Linked DNA regions of Zea mays: regions 2 and 3 are each linked to region 1. Evidence: chromatin contacts called from public Hi-C data. All regions are on one chromosome and are shown on one strand. The core of a region is the stretch at or near the end of the contact, and the rest is flanking DNA. Distances in the headings are between cores, read along the strand shown. Region 1 holds the start of LOC100272896. Region 2 holds the start of LOC100382641. Region 3 holds the start of LOC100280053 (cyclin superfamily protein, putative).

Evidence for each region. A called contact is a pair of places that touch in the nucleus more often than the background predicts.
Region 2: a contact with region 1 is called in a Hi-C map of leaf, with 4 times the contacts expected there. The contact joins the promoter of LOC100382641 here to the promoter of LOC100272896 in region 1. A contact is called at or near these places in 5 of 25 Hi-C or Micro-C datasets (all in leaf).
Region 3: a Hi-C map of ear shows a contact between it and region 1, with 2.5 times the contacts expected there. The contact joins the promoter of LOC100280053 here to the promoter of LOC100272896 in region 1. A contact is called at or near these places in 3 of 25 Hi-C or Micro-C datasets (ear, endosperm and tassel) and 1 of 3 datasets of contacts at active chromatin or transcription factors (leaf).

Annotation. Positions count from the first base shown.
Region 1 is chr1:262,490,683-262,494,375 of Zm-B73-REFERENCE-NAM-5.0, forward strand. It overlaps LOC100272896, which reads right to left and starts at 1,999. Exons shown (of 6, transcript NM_001147349.1): 1 at 1,716-1,999; 2 at 1-180. The coding sequence starts at 1,922. LOC103643755 (metal transporter Nramp6) reads left to right here and starts at 3,368. Exons shown (of 4, transcript XM_008666924.3): 1 at 3,368-3,693. The coding sequence starts at 3,393.
Region 2 is chr1:262,289,469-262,293,161 of Zm-B73-REFERENCE-NAM-5.0, forward strand. LOC100382641 reads left to right here and starts at 1,960. Exons shown (of 4, transcript NM_001175365.1): 1 at 1,960-2,174; 2 at 3,253-3,406. The coding sequence starts at 3,331.
Region 3 is chr1:262,332,262-262,335,954 of Zm-B73-REFERENCE-NAM-5.0, forward strand. LOC100280053 (cyclin superfamily protein, putative) reads right to left here and starts at 1,665. Exons shown (of 7, transcript NM_001152993.1): 1 at 990-1,665; 2 at 824-899; 3 at 641-717; 4 at 502-538; 5 at 245-394; 6 at 24-158. The coding sequence starts at 1,561.

The DNA of each region.
Region 1 (3,693 bases), core at 749-3,248:
CTTGAAGAAGGGATTCCAAAGGGCTTCTACAATGACACGGAACTGATCAGATGGAAGAAGACCCAACATGCCAGAAATAGTCCTCTTCATTGCATCTACTGTTTCAGGAGCAACATCTTTCTGGATGACACTTAGGTCCAAGGGCTCTATATCCTGGATCAAGTTCCAGAGCATGGATTTCTACAGAGAACAAACACATCATAAGCCAACTTTACAGAATGACCGCAACAATTTCCAAGTGTCTTTAATAGATGAAGAAGTAATGAATGTCCACATAATAGTTATATCAAGCAAGTTCATAGGCATTTTATACATATAATTTTTTAACATATTGACACCCCTAGCAAGTGTCCATAAACCAATGTCCAAAATCATTTAGTCAGAATGCATTATACAAGACAAGTAGCTGCTAACTAGTAAAAACTCCTCCCCAAAAAATCCCACAATTTCATTCAAATGATCTATGGGCAAACAGTATTTCAAAATTACTTAGAAAAATTATTACTGGTCATAACAACTGCTGCTGCATTTAGCTAGAACAGATGACAGGTTTTTCTGACTGACAAATACATTGTGAACTGATATACAGAAGCAAAGCATCCTACAGAAACATATCGCCGCAATGCTGAGAATGACCTAGCTCAATATTCACAGTACTTGTGGCAAATCATCTTGAGATATCCAAAAGAACTTTGACATTAAAGTTCAATGTCATTTGTTTTCAACAAAAAAATAGCTAAGTGGGTACGAATTACAAAAAAAAGAGTTTGCTATGTTCAGGACCACTTAGCTCACTAGTCAGTATTAGCCAGTAGTAGTACCAATGTTACTGCTAAGACATCTAGCAGTACATATGGTTTTGACCTAGCAATAAAATACAACAGTGGTGGAACGTTGAATCCTTGAGCGCCACAGTTCCTGCTGTCACATGGGACTCACAAAACTATGTTTATTTTGCGATGTTTTATGACCACCCCTATGGCAGCTGGCTGTTAGTCAGGCAATCATTCTTCCTAAATCACAACCTATCCGCAAAAAAGGTGAAAAAATGGAGCTTAATAAAAGAAGAAGAAAAAATGCCACCAGTCTCATGATCCAGCAGGCATCATACAACAAACATATGTCTAAAGGGCCATGGTTGCTGATGATTTACCAAGCCTAAAGTTATGCCCATGCAGCTAATTCTCCATTGCTTCACAGTGTACAGTCTTACATAATCCCCTCCCCCTCCTTGCTGGCACAAGCCACAACTTTATGTACACAAACTAAACCTTGATGATAAATAGAACTGCAGGAGCGTCAGATTTCTGTTTCCCTTTGTGACCAGTGAACCAGCCAAGAAATCACGGCTTGTAAGCACCCTACTATGTATTAGACTTCTTGGCAGTAACGTTGCCGCCTTATTTGCAGTATTCAATAACAGACAAAGGTGAGCAATGAGCCTACCACAGGAGGTGGTCATAATAAGACGAACCGTTTACTGGAACCCAGATCCTACTCCTGAGCCCCATCAGATATCAAATTACAAACGAGACATGATAACGGGCAGTGGCTTTCCTGCATAGAAACCTCAAAATCGCGGCCAACGAAATCCTTGGAGGCTAATCATGCAGTAGCATCCGATAATCCCCACCAACTGCTATTCAATTTTTGGGGAAAAGAGGCTCTGGTCGTTCGGGCGATGTCCCCGAGGTAGGCGACGGTGGCTGGCTCACCTTGGAGGGTCCATGTACGGGCCTCCCCCGCGCGTGCAGCTCGTCGAAGGGCGACGCGGACGCAGACGCCACCCCGACACCCCTCCTCCGGCGGGCGGCCCCTCCACCCGGGCAAAACGGCAGCGGCGGCGGGGGCGGCGGTAGGGGCAGCCTGAGGCGCTGCTGCGAGGCGGAGGGCGGCGCGCGGAGGCTGTAGGCGGTCGGCATGTGGGCCGTCGCCGGCAGGGCGATGGAGGCGCGGGCAGGCGATTCCTGCCTCCCCTCCGCTTCTTCTTTCCCTCGGGGTACCGAGGTGGTGATAGAAGATACTCCTACAAGATAGGCTTCAGCTGCCCCGCGCTGGCTGCCTGTCTCGGTCTCCCGCGGTGCGATTCTTCGCCCCGCGTCTGCTTGCGACCCACGCGCCCGTGGATACTCGCGGGGGGATTGGGTTGCTGACGGGCGGGCCAGGCTGAGGAACTCGTGGACGGCCGCTATTGGTCCCGGGGTGGATGGACGGTGGAATTGGGTGGGATGAGGATGACACAAAACGAGCGGTAAACCACGGTACTAGCAATATTAGCCACGACCCCCTCGGTCACCTCATGCCATCCACTCGTGGACTGACTGTCTCGATCACTTCATGACATCCCTCATCTCATTTATAGATGGTCAAATAGGCTCTCCGCACGACAATAACACTATTACATTATTAGCCACTATTAATATTTATGTTGTCTCCTGTTGGCACTAGTGTGTAACCAACGACTCAGTCACTACGCTATAGTGTCTGACTATAGTCTGATCGTGACGTGTCGACATTATATGGCACTAACATACCGTGTCCGTGCCAGCCAGACACTATTTTATTTTAAAAGCTCAAAAAATATAGAAGATCTTTAAGATTATATATATAATTTTAAAACTTGAATATTTATACCATTATAATTTATTATGTTTAAAATCATAACAAATAAAAATTTAAAATCGCGTGCACATATCACGATCACATCTATAAATCACCGGTTGGTCTAACTCGTGTCTAACCATGCCGGTCACTTAATCGTGTCGTGCTCGTGTCAGCCCATCGTGTCGGGATGACGGTCCAAGTACGACACACTCATGTCGTGCCGGTACTGGCTCTATATGAATCTTGCCTGTGCCGTGTCGAAGCACAGGCCGTGACATGTTTAGTGCCGACCCATTTAGTACGGTCTATTTGGTCGTCTATAATTTCATCCAACACCCTTATAAGAACGATGGTGTCCTGTTTTTCCTAAGTATATGGTCAAATTGTATAATACCAAGTAGTCTCAGCGATAAGCAATTGTTATTCAAGAATCAATAGTTTCTTCATACAAAAAATAGATTATTTGGTTTTCGAAATTCACAGTATATGATGAACAGGCATGCAAGGATAAAACAAAGAATGATCTTCATTTAGAAGATTAGGGCATGGTTTTCTGTGAATAAAAATACAAAAAGATTGCATTTTCCTATATTAGCCGCTCAATGCTGCTTATACGCACTGTCTTACTATTTCACAATCTTTCTAAGCTGGTGTCCTCTCATTCCTAACATTCTTCAGTTTACTCGTGTCCCTATAGGCTCCAAATATAGGAGTTCCCAAAACGTGCGGCAACCATAAACCATGCGGGTCCGCTAGCATTGATTTGCAAATCTGTCTAGTTCACCTCGATGGCCGCCAACCACAACGCTGATGATGCCGCTAGAGAGCCTGTCGCGAGCGCCTCTCCACCCGCCTCTGAGGCCGAGCACCGCGCCCTCCTCCGACCATCGTCGTTCATCTCCGCCATCTCAGACGACAATGAAGGGTGCAAGGAGCGGGCGTTCGAGCCATCCGAGAAGGTCATCGTCTCCGTCTCCGGCGACCCCGAAGGCGATGCTAGCGAAGAGCGCGCCTTCTACGCCTCGGGGGGCTGCATGCCGCCCTTCTCGTGGCGCAAGCTGTGGGCATTCTCGGGGCCCGGCTTTCTGA
Region 2 (3,693 bases), core at 710-3,209, 200 kb before region 1:
GGGGTAGAACGCTATAGTCTATAAACTGAACAATTGATTTTTTTTAAGTTTGTGGTTGTTTGTTATAAACTAAGATGTTTTCAACAATGCTCTTTCTTTTACCAATGTAATCGCTACTGTTTTTTTGCATGAAAGGGAATATGCTTTGAGATCTTTCAAGAGTGGGCAAACTACTATTTTTGGTCATTCCTCTGAACTCGTGGAGATGCACCGGTGGACACTGGAGATTGTGGTGTAGGCCATGACACGCGTGCATGGACGCCGGCGTCGGCGCATGTCTTCACGTCTTAGTCATTCTGAGCCAGACGATCATTGCCATTTGTGATGTGCAGGAGAGATGCATTATGGTGTCTCGCTATATAATTGGTATGGATAGAGTATGTTTTTGCTATGTCTGTATTTGTATATCATATGTGTTCTGAATGTTGTATGATACTAGATAATAAAGGGGTGATGCTCCTTCAATAGGAATCTTTTCTCTAAACAATAAATGTTCTCAATAGGAATCTTTCTTTATTTCGATCTTGTATTATCAGCTTAGGATTTGTCTATTTCGATTAATAGTAACATTAAGCCAAATTTTGGTTGTTCGAAATGGCAGACTTTGACATTTGTTATGATTGTTGAGTTGATTTTTGATAGCATCATTAAACAATGACATATGCATACAAGTGTCTTCCGTTGCAACCCATAGGCATATACCTAGTATACAATTAGGTCTCATGTGTAAACGTGCAAGCGAGCATTCAGATCCATTGGATCATAATCTAACCGTACATATAATTATGGTTTGTTAGGGGTTTTATTATAAATCTACGCAAGCCCATGGTGAAAGAATTTAAGTGTTAAACTAGCCAACGATTTTTATATATCATATAAATAGGTATTAAGATATTTATTCAAATATAATTATTGTTTATTTCTAAACACTAAGGTACGTGTGGTTTAATGGTTAGCCCCAAATTTCCGGATCTAGGGTGTGGGTTTGAGTGCTCGCTCTGCACTTTTTTGTGTGGTGTGGTAGCTGCGTGGGTGGGGTCGGGTGCTGAGCAGGCGCAGTAGATGGCTATATGGGCGTTGGGATCCATAGGGCAATAGCTAAGAGAAGGGCGGGAGAACCAGTTAGAGAGTGTGGGATGGGCCTAGAGTGCCAGCGTGTCCACAGGGTAGTAGTTGAGAGAGGGACGGGAGAAACAATCGGGGCGCGTGGAGTGGGCACAGAGTGTCAGCGTGGAGGGTGAAACGGTAGCACCAGGTGTCCACCTTAGATTCTTAATTGACTAGTATAGATAAATAAGTATTGAGATATTTATTCAAATATAAGTATTGATTATTTATAAACATTAAGGTATGCGTGATTGCGTGGTTACCCTCAAATGTTTAGAGAAGGGAGCGTAGGTTCGAGTGCTCATTTTGCATTATTACATTTATAATTCGAGTGCTCATTTCACATTTATAAATTAATATGATATTTCATATTTATAAAATTAATGTGATATATATGTTTGAATCATGATACAACGGATTATGAGTCTCGCTTGCATGTTGTACATCAAGATCTGATTGCACAATAGTTGTTGTGATTGGACACCATGAATATTTAGTTTAAGTTATTTTTTTTTCAATAACGATAGAAATAAAAATTAGAAACATTTATAAACGTAATATTCAGTTATTCAAACTTTTTCATGTTAGTAACTTTTTTATATAGTTTGGTTAAATCGTTTGATCTTTTGAAAATGGAGAATTGTTGTTGCTTTTTTATGGAAGGGGTATTTCTTATCACTCATAATTTTCTCTCTCTGTAACTGTAACTTTAACATGGCCGTTCCATACGCTCGGCTCCATGCACTCCCCGCCACCCAGGCCCACATCCAATCGATCTGGTCCCACTGCGCAGTACTTATAAAACCTTTCTCCTCTGAAGCTGCTCTTCTGGCCTTCTTTTCCCGGCCGAGAGGCGAGAGCCCAAACCCGCGCAGACGCGCAGTCAAGATTTCTCGTCGTCGTCGGCAATCGGCAACGGCAAGACAAGAACTCGAACCCCTTCGCCGCTTCCCCTCTCTTCCTGTTGCTCCCCGCCGCGCCGTCGTACGATCTCCTGAGCCGCCGGGCGCTCACGTCGACTACCTTTGCGCCCGCCACCGTGCACCGCTGCCTCCAGAGCGTCTCAGGTTTGGCCTCAAGCCCCGCTCCGCCCGTGCAGAAATTTTGTGTTTCTTGGTTCTTCATTTCTTGGATGGTGACTCCAGCGTTCTTGTTCCTCACTTCCTTGCTTTGGGGTTTCATCGAATTGGCTCGCGGAGTATGGCAGGCATTTTGTTCTTGGTCTCCCAAATCCCAATGGCGGAGCGCTAGGGTTCTCGCACTGTTTATTTGGGCATTCTTTCTTGGTCAATGTTGTTTGGACTCCACGGACCGGATAGATATATATTGTGGGTTCTTGGTTCATTTCTGAAAAAAACAAAAGGTTCGGCTTTTCTTGCTTTTAGTGTTGAATCGCTCGATGACAACAAATGTGATTCTCTTTTCCTCAGATAGATCAGTATTTGTTAGCCCTTTGTGCCAATGTCAATCCATCCTAGACAAAGGCGTGAGTTCTTCGCGCCTCTCCCAAAAGGCATTTATCTGGTCAACATTCGTTTCCCCTGCTCGGTTTGAAGTTTTGAACACCAAGCGGATGTCTCGTAGTTCATTCGTAAATAAGCACAATGGTCAATGGATTATGTTGATTTTTTTATCCTTCTTAGTCAACTCCTCACTTTGGTTAGGATTCGGATCTTTTGAGTTCGTGTTAAGCCTCGACTATGAAACATAAATAGTTCTTCCACTTTCGGCTTGCTCAGTCAAGATGGAAGTTTTGACATTAATTGGACTGAACTCTCCGAGGTCAGTGCTGTTGGTTGTTATTGCAACATTCCTTAGTTATTGCTTATTAGGTAAATTCATAGTGTTGGCCAGGTTCACCAGGTAGCTGCTTGCATCAAAATTTCGTTTTACTGTTAGATAAAGGTCTGGTCAATTCTTGGTCGTTGTCAAGTATGTCTGTTACCGAATTTTGGCAATGCTGATTATTCACTATGCAAAAAATTGGCACCTCTGAACTCTGATGTTTCCGGCTTCATGGAATTTCCAGCATAGAACTCAGATACAGCCAATTTTAAGTTTTTTATTATTTTACAAGAATTGTCAAGAACTTTTTTTGTTGCCGGAAAGTTTGGGTAAGATACCATTATTATCTTACTATTGCAGCTGCCAAATCTTCAGTGACATATTTGTTACTACCTGCTAGACTCCAAGAAAGGGTTGGTTCTTTCAGTGTGGTTTCCAATGGAGAAAAAGGGGCCTCAGGCCCTCACAGCAACTGAGCTGAATGCTGCCGTGTACAGATACCTCCAGGAATCAGGTTTCAGAACCATAATATAACCCTGTCACATTTCGGTTAGATATTAGCATTACATGTTTGTCGGTTCTTTCATGGGTAAATTATGATCGTTGTGTTGTTAGGGGTCTACGTAATGAACAGAATTAGTGTTGGTTTGCTAAGGTCGATTGAAAATCTGGAATATTTATGTCTAGAGAGAACAAAAAAAAGGAGGTGAAGGGAGGCAACAGGAACAGATTTTATGAAAACACCTCTTACCATTGTTCCATAAATTTCGGTTGATTCTTGGATCAGGTAAGGGTCTTGGG
Region 3 (3,693 bases), core at 415-2,914, 160 kb before region 1:
CAGCTGTCAAAGCCCAAGCTTACTCGGTGTTGCCTGTATTTCTCCCGGATCGCCACCATGGATTGACATGTCCGGTTGAGCTGCAAATTATGTATGGCAGCAACACAGTCCTTCAACTCAGATGGCTTATAGCCTGTTAGCGTTTGCACCTTCTTGCTCTGCAACCCGTTCATAACAAAATGAGTTGGTGGTTTGTATTTGATGAGACAGGAATGTATAGAGATCAAACAGATCGAGATTATACCCAGGGATGGGTGTGTGGATCCAGGGTCAGCCTTGCAACAAAGACGGCTGAGGCTGCAACAAGTGACGGCAAGGAGCGAATCAAGCCATAATCCAGCAAGCTCAGCTCAGAAAGGTAGCTCCCCAGGAACTCCAACTGGAGGCTAGGATACTGCAATATGCATCACAACATAACAAATCAGACAACATCATAAACAAGCAGCAGGCATTTGGAACAAGAACAGATTTCATTGTTGAAATGCAACAAATCTTTCTCACCTTCTTGTTGTCTTCTTGGGCAGATCTGATGAACATCCTAGGAAACAAAAGGTAAAGGGCGCACAAAATTTAGAAATGGGATCATTCTGGTAGACAAGGATTGCAGGACCAATTCAGATTGATTTGGTTTGTGATCTACCTCAGGAACGTCTTGGCGGTAGGACTGCCCACCTCAAACTTGAGGACATTCAGTATATCACTCTCCATCTTAACTACCTACAGATCCCCAAGCACGGACCAGTTAACATTTAGTAATCAACCAGTGGCAAGATCCAGAGACAAATCGCGTTGATAGCATACAGAAAGGAGGAGGAACACGCACCTCCTGCTTGGTGTAGGTGTTATCGGTGATGTAGCAGAAATCCTCCACGTTGGGCGGGCTGATCTCCTCATACTTGCTGCATCGATTTGAATCGGACCCAGCAAATGAGAAATGGAACACCATTCATGCAAAATGGGTGAGTCAGATTAACGGATCGGCTGCTTACGATGCGATGAGCATGGCGGAGACGCCGAGGAGCTGCAGCTTCTGCCTGTTGAGAACTTTGGCAGAGAGGAAGCGGTCGATGTAGGAGACGGTGAGGTAGAGCGTGTCGGAGACGAGCTTGTACTCCTCGGCGACCTCGACGAGCCAGTCGATGAGGATGCCACGCATGTTGGGCGTGACGTCGATCTGCACCGCCGCGATGTAGTCAACAGCGAGGCGGCGCTTGGCCTGCGACTCCATGGAGCGGAGGTAGGAGTAGATGTCGGAAGCGTAGGGCTTGCAGAGCTGAATGTCGTCATCCGTGTCATCCGCGGCGGCGGGCGCGGCAGGCGCGGGCGCTGCCTTGGGCTTGGGCTTGGGCTTGGCGGCGGGGAGGAGGCGCTGCTTCCTGACGGGCTTGTCGTCGTCGTCGTCGTGCGCGCCGAGCACGGCGTTGGGGAGCGTGGGCAGCTGGCTGAGCGCGACGCGCTTGCGCTTGGCGGCGACGGCCACAGCCGTGACGACGGCTGAGCGCTTGGCGGCTGCGCGGGTGAGGCGCGGCCGTTCGGCGGCGGCGGCGGCAGAGTTCTCCATGGGCAACGGTAAAGGCGGGCAGCGCTGCTCCTGCTCCGGCTGTGCGTGCACGGCGGCGGCGGGGGCAGGAGCAGGTCGCTAGGCGCCGGAGCACTGAGGAGGCGGAGGGCGGAGGAGGGGATTGGGGCTGCGGTGGCGGGCGCGCGGTTAAGTAGCGGACGGGGGCGGGGGGAATGGGAGGGAGAGGAGGCCGCCATTATTTTTGGATTCGAAGGATTTGGGAGAGCTCCGGTTGGAGGGAAGAGCCTCGGGTGCTTTGGGTTCCCGGTTTCGATCGCGGCGGCCTCGATTTGGAAATTCGTTCGAGTTTTGGCAGCGACACTCCGTGGAGGGGGAGGGAGCGAGGGAAAGATTGGGGAAAAAATTTTTCTTTTTAAAAAAATTGGGAGTGTTGGCGCGAGGCCGCAAACGCGCCGCGGCGTCCACCCGCCTGCGGAGAGCGCGGGAGTTTTCGGGGGCCGTGAGTTGATTTTTTGTATTTGAGATTTCAGTGGCTGCTGCGTGCGTGGCGCTGGCGTTCGGTTTCTGTTCTGGCTCGTCACGTCGCCGGACGCCGGCGCCTCGTGGCTGACCTGGCAAGCTGGCACCAGGGCTTTATTTCTCTTTTTCAATTTTTTTTGTGTGTGCGCGCACGCGTTTCCCTCTCTGTTTTTGTGTGCCGTTGCTTTACAGGTAAATGAGTCCTAGGACAAATGTACAAACTAATCACATGAAGAAAGACAGACATTTGATATATGCAGATCGACCGAAAACTAAAACTGATCCTCCGGATTCGACTGGTTTGTTTGTCGATGTCTCGACCTGAAGGTCTTACCACTAGTAAAATAATGTTGTGTGTCCTGACCTAAATGGGTGATGCAAGATAACACAAGTTGTTAATTTTGGTTCGAACGAGAGAGAGTCCTACTTCCAGCAGAGGGAGTATGAGACTTATATTACTTGCACCTAAGTGCTTGTAGTAGAGAGTACAAGCTGATCGGAAGAGAAAACGATCTCAAGTCACTGGGTTGATTGAGGCAAGTGTCAATATCGTGGTGGAGGTGAGAACCGTGAAGTGTTCCCTCTGCCCACTGAAGCCGTACATTGTCCTATTTATAGCCTCAAATAGGGCTGCTATGAGTACCGGAGCTGGCCACGTATGGTGAGTAGGCGAAGCCGAACCCTAGTAGACGGTATGGCTTGGAGCATGGGTCTTGTACTTGTTGTTGACTTATGCCCGGTGGAGACGCCAGATTTCTATTGAGAGTCGAGGCTAGGGCCGAGGGATCGGTCACGTACCTGAGCCCACCTGACAAGGAGGTTGGCCATGCCATAGTGGTTAGTGTACTACTTAGTATGGCAAAAAAAACCTTGGATAATATGTCAGTACTACAATTTACGATGACGTCGGGCGCCTTTCCATTGCTGATATCGAGGCCGAAGCCGGGCTTGGGCGAGGCGGAAGTCCACCCGAGATCGAGACCGAGCTTGCTCCAGGATTCGTAGAGCGACACAATTGAAGGAGTGGCCTCCTGCGGGATTCACAAGGAGCAGTTAGCCAAGGTCGGGCTCGAGCGAGGCGGAGTTTTTGCCTGAGGGTCAGTCTGCACTCTTTGTCGTATGTGTGTCCCATCGGGAGTTGGTAGGCAACGTGCAGGAATAGTGGTTGTGTGCGTCATCGTAGTTTTGTGAAGTTTGATGGGACCGCGGTCCTATCGCAGGAAGAGGGGGAAAGCGTCATGCTACCCTCGGTGGGCAATAAGCATGACGTTTCCGGTGAGTTGTTACCGGGTAATCCGAGCAGAGGTCCGAGCTCCATTTGATAGGAGTCGGCTAGTGGTCCGAAGATGCGCCCTGAAAAGTACCTGCTGGTGATTCGCCTCGTTGAAAGTCGCCTAGAGGGGGGTGAATAGGGCGAAACTGAAAATCTCAAAAATAATCACAACTACAAGCCGAGTTAGCGTTAGAAATATAATAGAGTCCGTGAGAGAGGGTGCAAAACAAATAGCAAGCGAATAATGAAGTGAGACACGCAGATTTGTTTTACCGAGGTTCGGTTCTTTTAAACCTACTCCCCGTTGAGGAGGCCACAAAGGCCGGGTCTCTTTCAACCCTTTCCCTCTCTCAAACGGTCCCTCGGACTGAGTGAGCTT